Linked DNA regions of Drosophila melanogaster: region 2 is linked to region 1. The links are chromatin contacts, called in public Hi-C maps. All regions are on one chromosome and are shown on one strand. Each heading gives the region's core, a stretch centred on a gene start, on an enhancer-like site or on the middle of the called end of the contact. The rest is flanking DNA. Distances are from core to core; before and after follow the strand shown. Region 1 holds the start of Atpalpha (Na pump alpha subunit). Region 2 holds the start of RhoGAP93B (Rho GTPase activating protein at 93B).

Region 1 (4,545 bases), core at 1,375-3,874:
CCGTGGAAATTAAGTTGGCGCTGGATCTGCCCCTGTGCTGCGCCAGAAACTTACTCCGTGGCACACGCGGCGTATGCGCAATGTGCGGCAACTGTTGCTTGGACCCAAAAAGGGTGCTCCGCTTCCGTTCCCACCGTCCCCTCCACGACTCAATAAATATGCATGAGCAGGAGGCCAAGGGGCTTCAATTAAATTTACTCAAATTGCGGTTGACGGGACAAACGGCTGCTGGTGTGCAGCTTTTTTCTGCGTGAAGGAGGTCGGAAATTTGCATGCAAATATTTTCGGCATTTCCTCTGCTGGAAATTTATTTGTTTTTTTTTTTTTTTGTTTTTTGCCCTTACTATTTTTTGCATTTATTATGAGCGTAGGCAGAAAAAGCGGCACAAATTAAGACGCCAGCTCGTTGATGCGTGTCCTGGTAGTGTTAAATTGCGAAATGAACTTAAGTGAAATGAGCAAAAGGAGCTGGAGGAGCACGAGCTTTAATGGCCAGCATTCTGGTCCTTCCGTTTGGCTCCAAATTGGCGGCCTGGATGGGGGATTCCAGGAGCCTGGCAGAGCAAACATGAACGAAAAAACATGAAACGTGCCCAGCCTGCTAAGGACATTCATTACGCAAGCTATGAAGCTGCCTTCTCCGAACTGAATCCAACCATCGCAGCCATACCCACACACCCCCCCCCCTCCACTTCCTACCCATGGGCTTAGTGGGCTGGCCACGCCTCCTATTGAATTATTCCAGTTTTATTTCTCGCCATTTGGCTTGGCACACACCGAGGCATCCGACTCGGCCGTGAAGCTGACTCCTTGCCGCCGGTGGCCCGGTTGTTGAACCACAAACACCCAGACACACAGAAACACTAAGCACCAGCACGCAGCAGAGGCAAAGACACCTGTTGATTGGGCCTTTCAGGTTATTTGAGCCAAAGCCAATGCCAAAGCAAAAGCAAAAGCGAAAGCCAAACCCGAAGACAGTGGCAGTGGCAACAAGGCGATTTCCCCTCAGCTTATGTGGGCTCAATTTTGTAGTCGAGCCGGCTTCCTTCTAATGGCCATGGGATATTGAATCGATTGACGGGGCCGCAGGATGAGAGGGCGGGCAAAAGGATGGGCAAAGTGGAAAGTGGGTTGCTCTGCAGCTGAGCGAAAAGTCGTTTCGCCTAAGCAACCGCAGCCCCTTTGGAGCTGCTTCCTTGTTTGTGCTCGTGTCGACAACAATTGATTTCAAAATATTAATTAACCGGATAAACCAATTGAAGCTTCCGGAGAAGGTAAGGGCAAATGAAACCGTGCAAACTGTGCTCTTTGTAAGAGTGTGCAAATTTGGCATTTCCTTGTAATTGGTCACCGAATTGATCAATTGAATGAATCTGTAGAAATTTAGATGCCATTTTGCTGGGAAGCTAACTTAGATAGAACATGCTAGCCTTCAAGAACAAAATGACTTGAGACATCTAATTATCCTGATTATATTTGGGGTTTAGAGTTGCGATAAATTCAGCTTCGACCAAGTGGAGGTCAGCATTTCGGATGATAAAATGAGATCTTGTGCGGACGGAGATAAGTTTTCCAAATGCCTGGTCGTTTGGAGGATTGTTATGTTTATAGCTCCATTACACTGACAAATTGGAAGATCTTCGTCTTGAGTTCCACATCGTGACTCGTACTTATCAATAGTGTTCTCAATTAAATTCATAATTTAATTATAATCAATTACGCGGTCTGTTGGTTTCGGGCGAACCTTCAGTTGGTGCTTCCAATGATAAGTTGCTGGATAATGATGACGAGGGGTATCAGGTGTATCTTGAAATTTAAGTATAATTTAATTAGTTTAAGTAAGCTGAACTTATAATCTCCAAGATGCGTTTTTCCCCACAGGATCGTCGAATTGCTGAGCCTTCGAGAATCTCTGGCCCGTTTGAAGCCATTCATCGCAACAATGATCAACGATCAATACTGAACATAGGAAATAAATTTGAGAAGATTCAAGTCCAGTTGAACATTTCTTGGAGAGTAGCTAATTTATACGTTTAACGAACGCCATCTACACTTCGTTCTATCTGCCACTTAAAATTATTTTGCTTATACAGCGCCACCTATGTTTGGAATGCAAGAAGACGCGCGTATTGTATTTGGTATTTTATTATCTCTTGAAATTGAATACACATAACTATAACGTTGGCAACTCTCCATATCTGTAAATATTCAAGATGGCAACTATCGTAGTGTGTATATTTTAATCTGGCAGCTCCAGTAATTTTCACGCTTGCAGTTGATATAAAAAGTACATAAAAGTATGTTATTTCCAAATTGAGGTGAAAAATTAAACATATTTTTAACTTGGTATTTTAAATTAGCAATTATTAATGAGAGTATTGAAATCCAAACATATCCAGATATTAATATTTGAAGGTAGCATAGTAACAACTTTCGGTAAATAAATATCCAGGTATATTTAAAATACTTAACTTTTCATTTTAAATAAACCAGACTGTTCGGACTATTGACAAATTATAATAGTAATTTTATTCATAATGCAATATTTACAATTACATTTTCTTAACCGATTGCCATCCCGATTTCTACACCGGCTTATTCGATACAATAGGCCGATAACTCTCCATTTGGTAGTCACGACTTCTAAAATATCGATACGTTGGAATTGTGTAAATTTTCCACATCCCTGGGAATAATCGAGTTAAATTAAAATAACATGGCGTTAAGGTCGGATTACGAGGTGAGCAAAAATAAAGCCTGGATTACGATGAAAACTAAGTTAGTTAAGTGAGAAAATGGTTAAGTTTAAACTGTTGTTAGACCATGACGAGGGAACCAAAAAGAACCAGGGCCAAAACAAATTGGCCAAGTGATACGCTGAGCGGGCGTTGTTTTTAGTGGGAAAAATCGAAGCCCGAGTGCGCTGTGTGGGTGTGTGCGTGTATCTGTGTTGTGTACATTGCTTTTGGTGTTGTTCTTGCTGCTGCTGCTGCTACTACTATTTGTTTTGTTGCTGGTGAAAAAGCGAGAAGCAACGACAACAACAACAAAGCCGAGGCGACGCCCAACGAAGTTTACTAATTTGTTTGCGGGCTTTCGGTAACTGCAAACGGAATCGAATGTGAAACGGGGCGCAGTTACTAATCCTATTGGATCTGGATGGGCCTATATCCGCTTACCTGCTGATCTGTAAAAATAGCCTGGGCTTAGAGCCTGGCTTTTGACTTTTTTCTCGAATTTGTATTCGCTCTCCCTTTCTCTTGCTCTCTCTCTCTCTCTCTGCCTCTCTGTCTCTCTCTCTCTCGCTTTCCAGGTGCGCTTAGCTGGCATGCGCAATTTGCATTTCCAGGCCGACCAGTTTCCCAAATTTTCCACTTTCCCGGCGCGAAAGCTTTTCGCTTTTCCGTGCTTGGAAATCTTCCAGTTTTCGGCTTACATAACCGGTACTGCTGCCGCCCCTCCCGAACCACGCCCCATTCCGCCGCATCTCGCAGATTTCATTATTGGAATCTCGAGCTCTAGAACGAAACTACCCTGCATAACACGTTTATTTTTCCATTTTCCGTGCTTTCCCTCCTTCCGGAATTGGTGTCATTGGGCCGAGTAGTGCGCTGCTAATTACACACACTGGCACATTAGCGTAAATCGACGTACTTCTTACCGTACTTTTTTCTCAGTACGTAGCCCTTACTTTCCCTTCCCTACCCCCTCACCATTCGATTAGTTACTAAATGCCCCACCGATGACGCCACTTAATTACCCCGCAGAAGGTAATGAGTTCTTCGCCAGGGTTGTTGTTTCCACCCGGGCTTTCGGTTCTGTTCCTAGGGCTAGACCACCAATTCTAAGTCCGTATTGCCAGCTCTATTGATTTTGGGGCTTGTCTAAGGGCAGGTCACACACACGCACGCACCCACACACATACTGGTTCGACGGCCCGAAAGTATGCAAAACTATAGAGCAAGCGGTCTGAATCCACTCGCAACAAACAGTGGGTCCAGATATTATTTGTAACGGGAAAACTTGAAAAGAACGCTTAAGACCTCACTTAGACTTGAAAGTGTCTTGTAGAATATATTTAGATATTATTATATAATTATTATAATATATATTATATTGTGCATATTTGTATTGTTATAAAATTAAGTATGTAATTCCAAAATTACGTCTTTATTAGTATTGTAGTGGTATGCATATTTTAAGAATCAAAATAAGTTACGCAAATTATTTTAAGTTTAAAAACATTTGTGGTTGGGTTTATTGGGTTGGGTTTCATACAATTAATTTTATAAAATATGACGCATTTCCCAACGGATTTTCAAGGGCAAATTCTGATGATAATATTGTTGGTGTAGAATACAACGTTGCATAATTATTATAATTCAATCTGCCGGACTACGACATCTTATATCTTAACCCAGTGTGCTCAGTGGAAATTCTATTATGATTTCACGCACAAATCCGCGTAAAGCTGAGTTATGTACGAGTATATCTCACATCCCCCCACCAGCGTTGTGGCTTCGTTTTGTATGCTGACTCATGCGC
Region 2 (4,545 bases), core at 1,067-3,566, 150 kb after region 1:
GCGAAGTGGGTTACGAAAAATTTGCAAGCCAAACACAAGCAAGAAAATTGCGCAAACAAGTGACCCCGAGTAGTAATTAAACCGCCAGCCGCACAACAAGTTACTCATCTAATCAATGAATTGAGCGTGGTCACTGAACCCCATAAACATAAATAAGTGTTGCGTAAGATAAGACGTGGAAACTGTTGACTTCCTATAACTATAATTATTAACCGATGAATAATTCTCATATTCAAGTCATGATGTTCGTCTTAAATCTTCTCTGAATGCATAAAGAAATATATATAATGATGATATTACAAAGATATGGATAAAAGTAATGTAGATTTGAAAAGTTTTTGAAGCGGAAAATATATTTAAAGTGGAATATTCTTTTTAGAGCTATAATAAATGATGAAACCCAATAAAACCAATTCAAATATGTGGCAGAAGAAGTGAGACATTAAATCAACAATGTTTTCATTTGATTTTAAGATATTGTTTGAGTCACAGATGGCTTCCGTTCGGAACTTAATTTTAGAGCAGTTCTTTGCTGATACACATATGTATGTAAATATACAACTTAAGAGACTTGTACTTACTTCTGGTGGATCCCAAACACACTCGCCCGTGGTGAGATTGGCGTACATGTGCTCCTTGGTGCGAGGCTCGATGATTTCTACCCATTCTATTCTGCTTATCCGGAGCAAAGAAGGAGATGGGGATCCGGAGAAGCCGAGAAATACACATAAATAAGACATAAAATGCGATTGCTTCTATTTTCGAGCGGCCGAAAAATGTATCTCAGGAATGCCAGCCGCCAGTCAAGTTTCTCGAGATTCGAAACTTGCTGAAAAACGCCCTCAAAAGCGGCAGCAAAAATCAACAACGGGCGAATCCCCCGGCAAACCAATGTTTCATTCAACATATCATGGCATTCATTGAGGCAAATTAATAGGAGATACCAAAAAGTTTACCAAAATCGGCATTGTGCGTAGCATCTTAATGTGTGTGTGTGTGTGTGTGCCGGTTTTCCCCCATTCAATTGGTCTTTTCTCTATGCCGACAAACATATTTAGTCGAGCATTATCCGGTTTTTCCTTATTTGAAAATTGCAGTCCTGACACACTCACACACACACTGGCCAAGAATGGGAGTTGGGAGAGAGTGGGTGAGGTGAGTAAAAGAGGGTGTAAGTGCTGGTAGTACTCTCTCTGGCTCTCTCCATTTGGCACATTTGGCGGACGACGCTTGTTGCCGCGCCTTGCCAGAAAATCGATTTTGCAGGCGCCTCGGGCCACAAAAAGAGCCAAAAAGTGCATAAATCAGGAATTTAATCAAGGTAAAGGAAAATGCACGCGACAAGCGAGAGTGAGAGAGGGAGACTGGGAGAGAAACTCGCAGGGAGGTAGAGTCGCCACCCACACACGCATTCTCACGGACGCACACACATACTCCGGCAGGCAAATGCTGTTTCTTCCGCAGTCATTTTCGTCTCCCTCCCACTTCCACTTGCACGTCCACGCCCACCATCTCCTTTTTCCACCCACTCGAACTGCATGGAAATTAGCTGCACTCAAGACTGCCATTTATTTAACAAAAGCATCTGCAGCTGGTCATTGTTGTTGCTGCTCTTGCTTTCTTAATAAATTGTATACACAATTTCGACATTCGCGTTGTCTGGAGATTGCCGTATTTGTTGTTGCATTTCTTTGCTGCCGCTGATGGTGGTGTTGTAGTTTGTAGTGTAACGGCACACACCTTTCACAACTTGAACTCATTTTTTTCTCTGCTCTTTATTAGGGGGCTGCTGCTGGCGGTTTCTCTAGCTTGTTGTTGTTGCTGCCTCCTTTTGCTATTTCTTCTGCTGCCGCTGCTGCTGCTTCTTGCTCCTTTCCTACACACACACAGGCACACTCGCAAGCACGCACACACCCCGAACGCACTTTATATATATAAATATATATATTATTTTCTTTCACTTATTTTCGTTTCGGCCGCGACAGCGAATATGCAATTTTCCTCTCAATTGATTTTTTCTACACACTCGCACTCCTTTTCACATGCGTGCAGTTTATGTTGCTATTGCTGCTACTGCTGCTGTTGTTGTTATTGTTGTTCTGGCTGCCGCTGCAGTGCAACTTGTAACACTTTCACATTTATGACATAATGCACTGGCCATATTTTTGCTTGGCTCTCCGTTTGTGCAACTGCATGTTCCCAGTGCTTTTTTAATATTTATGCAGCAGTGCGTGCAAATTCGAACGCGAGACGATCCGCTTTTCGCTGCATCTATGCGCTGAAGATGTGCTGCAGTCGATGGGCTCGTCGATAGTGGGAAGGCTCGGTGCCGGCACTATCGATTCCCAACACCATACGATAATATCGGCTAAGTTATCAATATCGAAGTTTACTATATTTCGGGTTTTTGCGTTTTAAAAATTGGCAAATCTACCTTATACAACATTTTTGTAAGAAGTAAAAAGTAGTTTCTCTTATGGATGCATCGATAAAAACTCGGCTCACATCGCTCTAAAAGTGTGTCACCACCAACAGAAAACCAAAACAAACACGACGCGAACAGTGTGACCAGCACACCAAAAATTAAAAAAAGGAACAAAAACGTTTAAATATGGGTCGTCTTGATTTGAAATATGTTTAGTCATTTAAAACATTGTTTTGTTACTGTATTGTTATTTATTTTATCTGCGCCGGCGAAATAAAATCTCATTTTATGTTCAAAACGTAGTTATCAAAAATATTATCTATTTCACGGAAAAAACTTTTAGCTTACTTCACAGAGAGGTTTTTTTTGACTGGAAAACGGCTTAGCTCGGAATTAGTAACAGTCCGAAATCATGTTCTCATCGTCGCGCTTCAGCGCACCGAGGATGTCATCCAGCAGGGAGGTAAAGTTCTCCTTGCACTCGAACCACTCCTGGTGCTGCTTAACCAACTGGTCCAGGTCAATGGTCTTGAGCTCCTCAAAGAACTGCCGCAATGGCACCGCGAACTGCTTATAGTAGAACTCATCGATGTGCCGCTTCTCCGCTGTTTTCCCTTGCGCGTTTATCTGCATCTGGGTCTCAAACGCCTTCTCCAGGAGCTGTGCATCCTGCGAGTTCAATATGGACTCGATGACTTCGTCCGCCTCGGTGGGATTGACCGGTGGCTGCTGTGGAATCGGAGTTGGCTGCGGCTGGGACGGGAAGTCGAATCTTGGCCGCTCTCTGTCTGAGAGCGGCGATCTCATTTCAATCTCCTCCATTATGCCCTTGTAGCGCTCGAACTTCTCCGTCATGGTCTTGACGCCTTTAATGAGGAATTCCAAAACCTCCATTGAAGTCTCCTCGCGCAGGCACTTGAGTAGGATGCCAAAATATCCGTACTGCTGTACTTCACCAAAAACTTTGGCAATGCTGGTTTGGATCTCTTTCTCCGTCAGCGTGACAATCTTCTTCTGCTCCTTAGAGAAGGTCACTGTGGGAAAAGAGCCATCTATCATGCCCTGATTGCTAAACTGGCGGTAGAACTCGCGGCGCCAAAAATTTAAAGCATTCAGCTTCACCTCCGTGTGATGATCCCCGATTACACAATAGTTGAGGGTTGAGAAGAGGGTGTTCTTGTACTTCTCGTGGATCTTGCGGTGCTCGTAGATCTTCATCAGCGTAATCACGGCCTCGGATCTCACGATATCGTTGGTCTCCCGATACATTACAAACAAAAGATGGTCCTGTCGAGAATTCAAAGTGTTTAATTAATAATTTTTTCCGAGTATATGTGTAAATAGATTAACTCACTACAAGATCGAGCTGGCTTAGACCATTCTCCCACAAAAGGTTTATGGAGACCATTTGGGAAAGACACTGGAAGGCAGACGCTCTTACATAGACTTCCGAGTCATTCTTGGCCATTTCGTAAACTATCGGGGGTATCTTTGAGTCGATTAGAAAGCGTTGGAAGGCGGGAAACTCTGTAGAAGCAACGTATCATTAATGTTAGGCACTACGTTAAGATAATCACACGCTTACTGATGCGGGAGATACTGGCTATAGAGGTGGTAAGCTCCAGCGTTGTGTCACGCACCTCCCACATTGTGTCGTGCATTCGCTTCACAATAATGGGACCCAGACAGACCAGCGCGGAGCCCTGCAAGTTGTCCACCAAAAGAGCCATGTTCGGTGAAAGGAAATGCTCCACAGCGAGTTGGACGAGCTTCAGCGCTTGGACAGTGCACTGCAAATGAAGAATCACATTTTACTATTTTAACCCGCTAGAAATGAGAGTTTGTTTTGCTTACCCTAGCATCCATGCTTGTGTTCTCCAGGACAAATGCCAGACAATTGACCAGGCCAATGGTCTCCACCGACTCCTTCCACGTGATCTTAAAGCGTTCGATCAAGGTGCGCAAACCCACCATTACGGAATGCAAAACTTGTGGATCGTTAACGACCTGTTCGGTGCCCCGGGGGTACAATTTTAGGTAGGAGCTGCCCGCGCTGCTCACGCTGTGACAGTCATCCTCCCCATTATTTGTGATGACACTCATGGCCACTGCCTCGCGGA

The links. Hi-C and Micro-C count contacts between places; a contact is called where the count stands out from the background.
Region 2: a Hi-C map of the Kc167 cell line shows a contact between it and region 1, with 2.5 times the contacts expected there. The contact joins the promoter of RhoGAP93B here to the promoter of Atpalpha in region 1. A contact is called at or near these places in 4 of 107 Hi-C or Micro-C datasets (the D17-c3 cell line, the Kc167 cell line and the S2 cell line).

What each region holds. Positions count from the first base shown.
Region 1 is chr3R:20,946,090-20,950,634 of dm6, forward strand. It overlaps Atpalpha (Na pump alpha subunit), which reads left to right and starts at 2,625. Exons shown (of 10, transcript NM_001275861.1): 1 at 2,625-2,740.
Region 2 is chr3R:21,095,511-21,100,055 of dm6, forward strand. RhoGAP93B (Rho GTPase activating protein at 93B) reads right to left here and starts at 2,317. Exons shown (of 14, transcript NM_142682.2): 1 at 1,741-2,317; 2 at 582-672. The coding sequence starts at 1,760. It overlaps CG7044, which reads right to left. Exons shown (of 6, transcript NM_142683.3): 3 at 4,280-4,545; 4 at 4,011-4,215; 5 at 3,780-3,952; 6 at 2,719-3,712. The coding sequence ends at 2,819. It overlaps lncRNA:CR44178 (long non-coding RNA:CR44178), which reads left to right. Exons shown (of 2, transcript NR_125218.1): 2 at 1-234.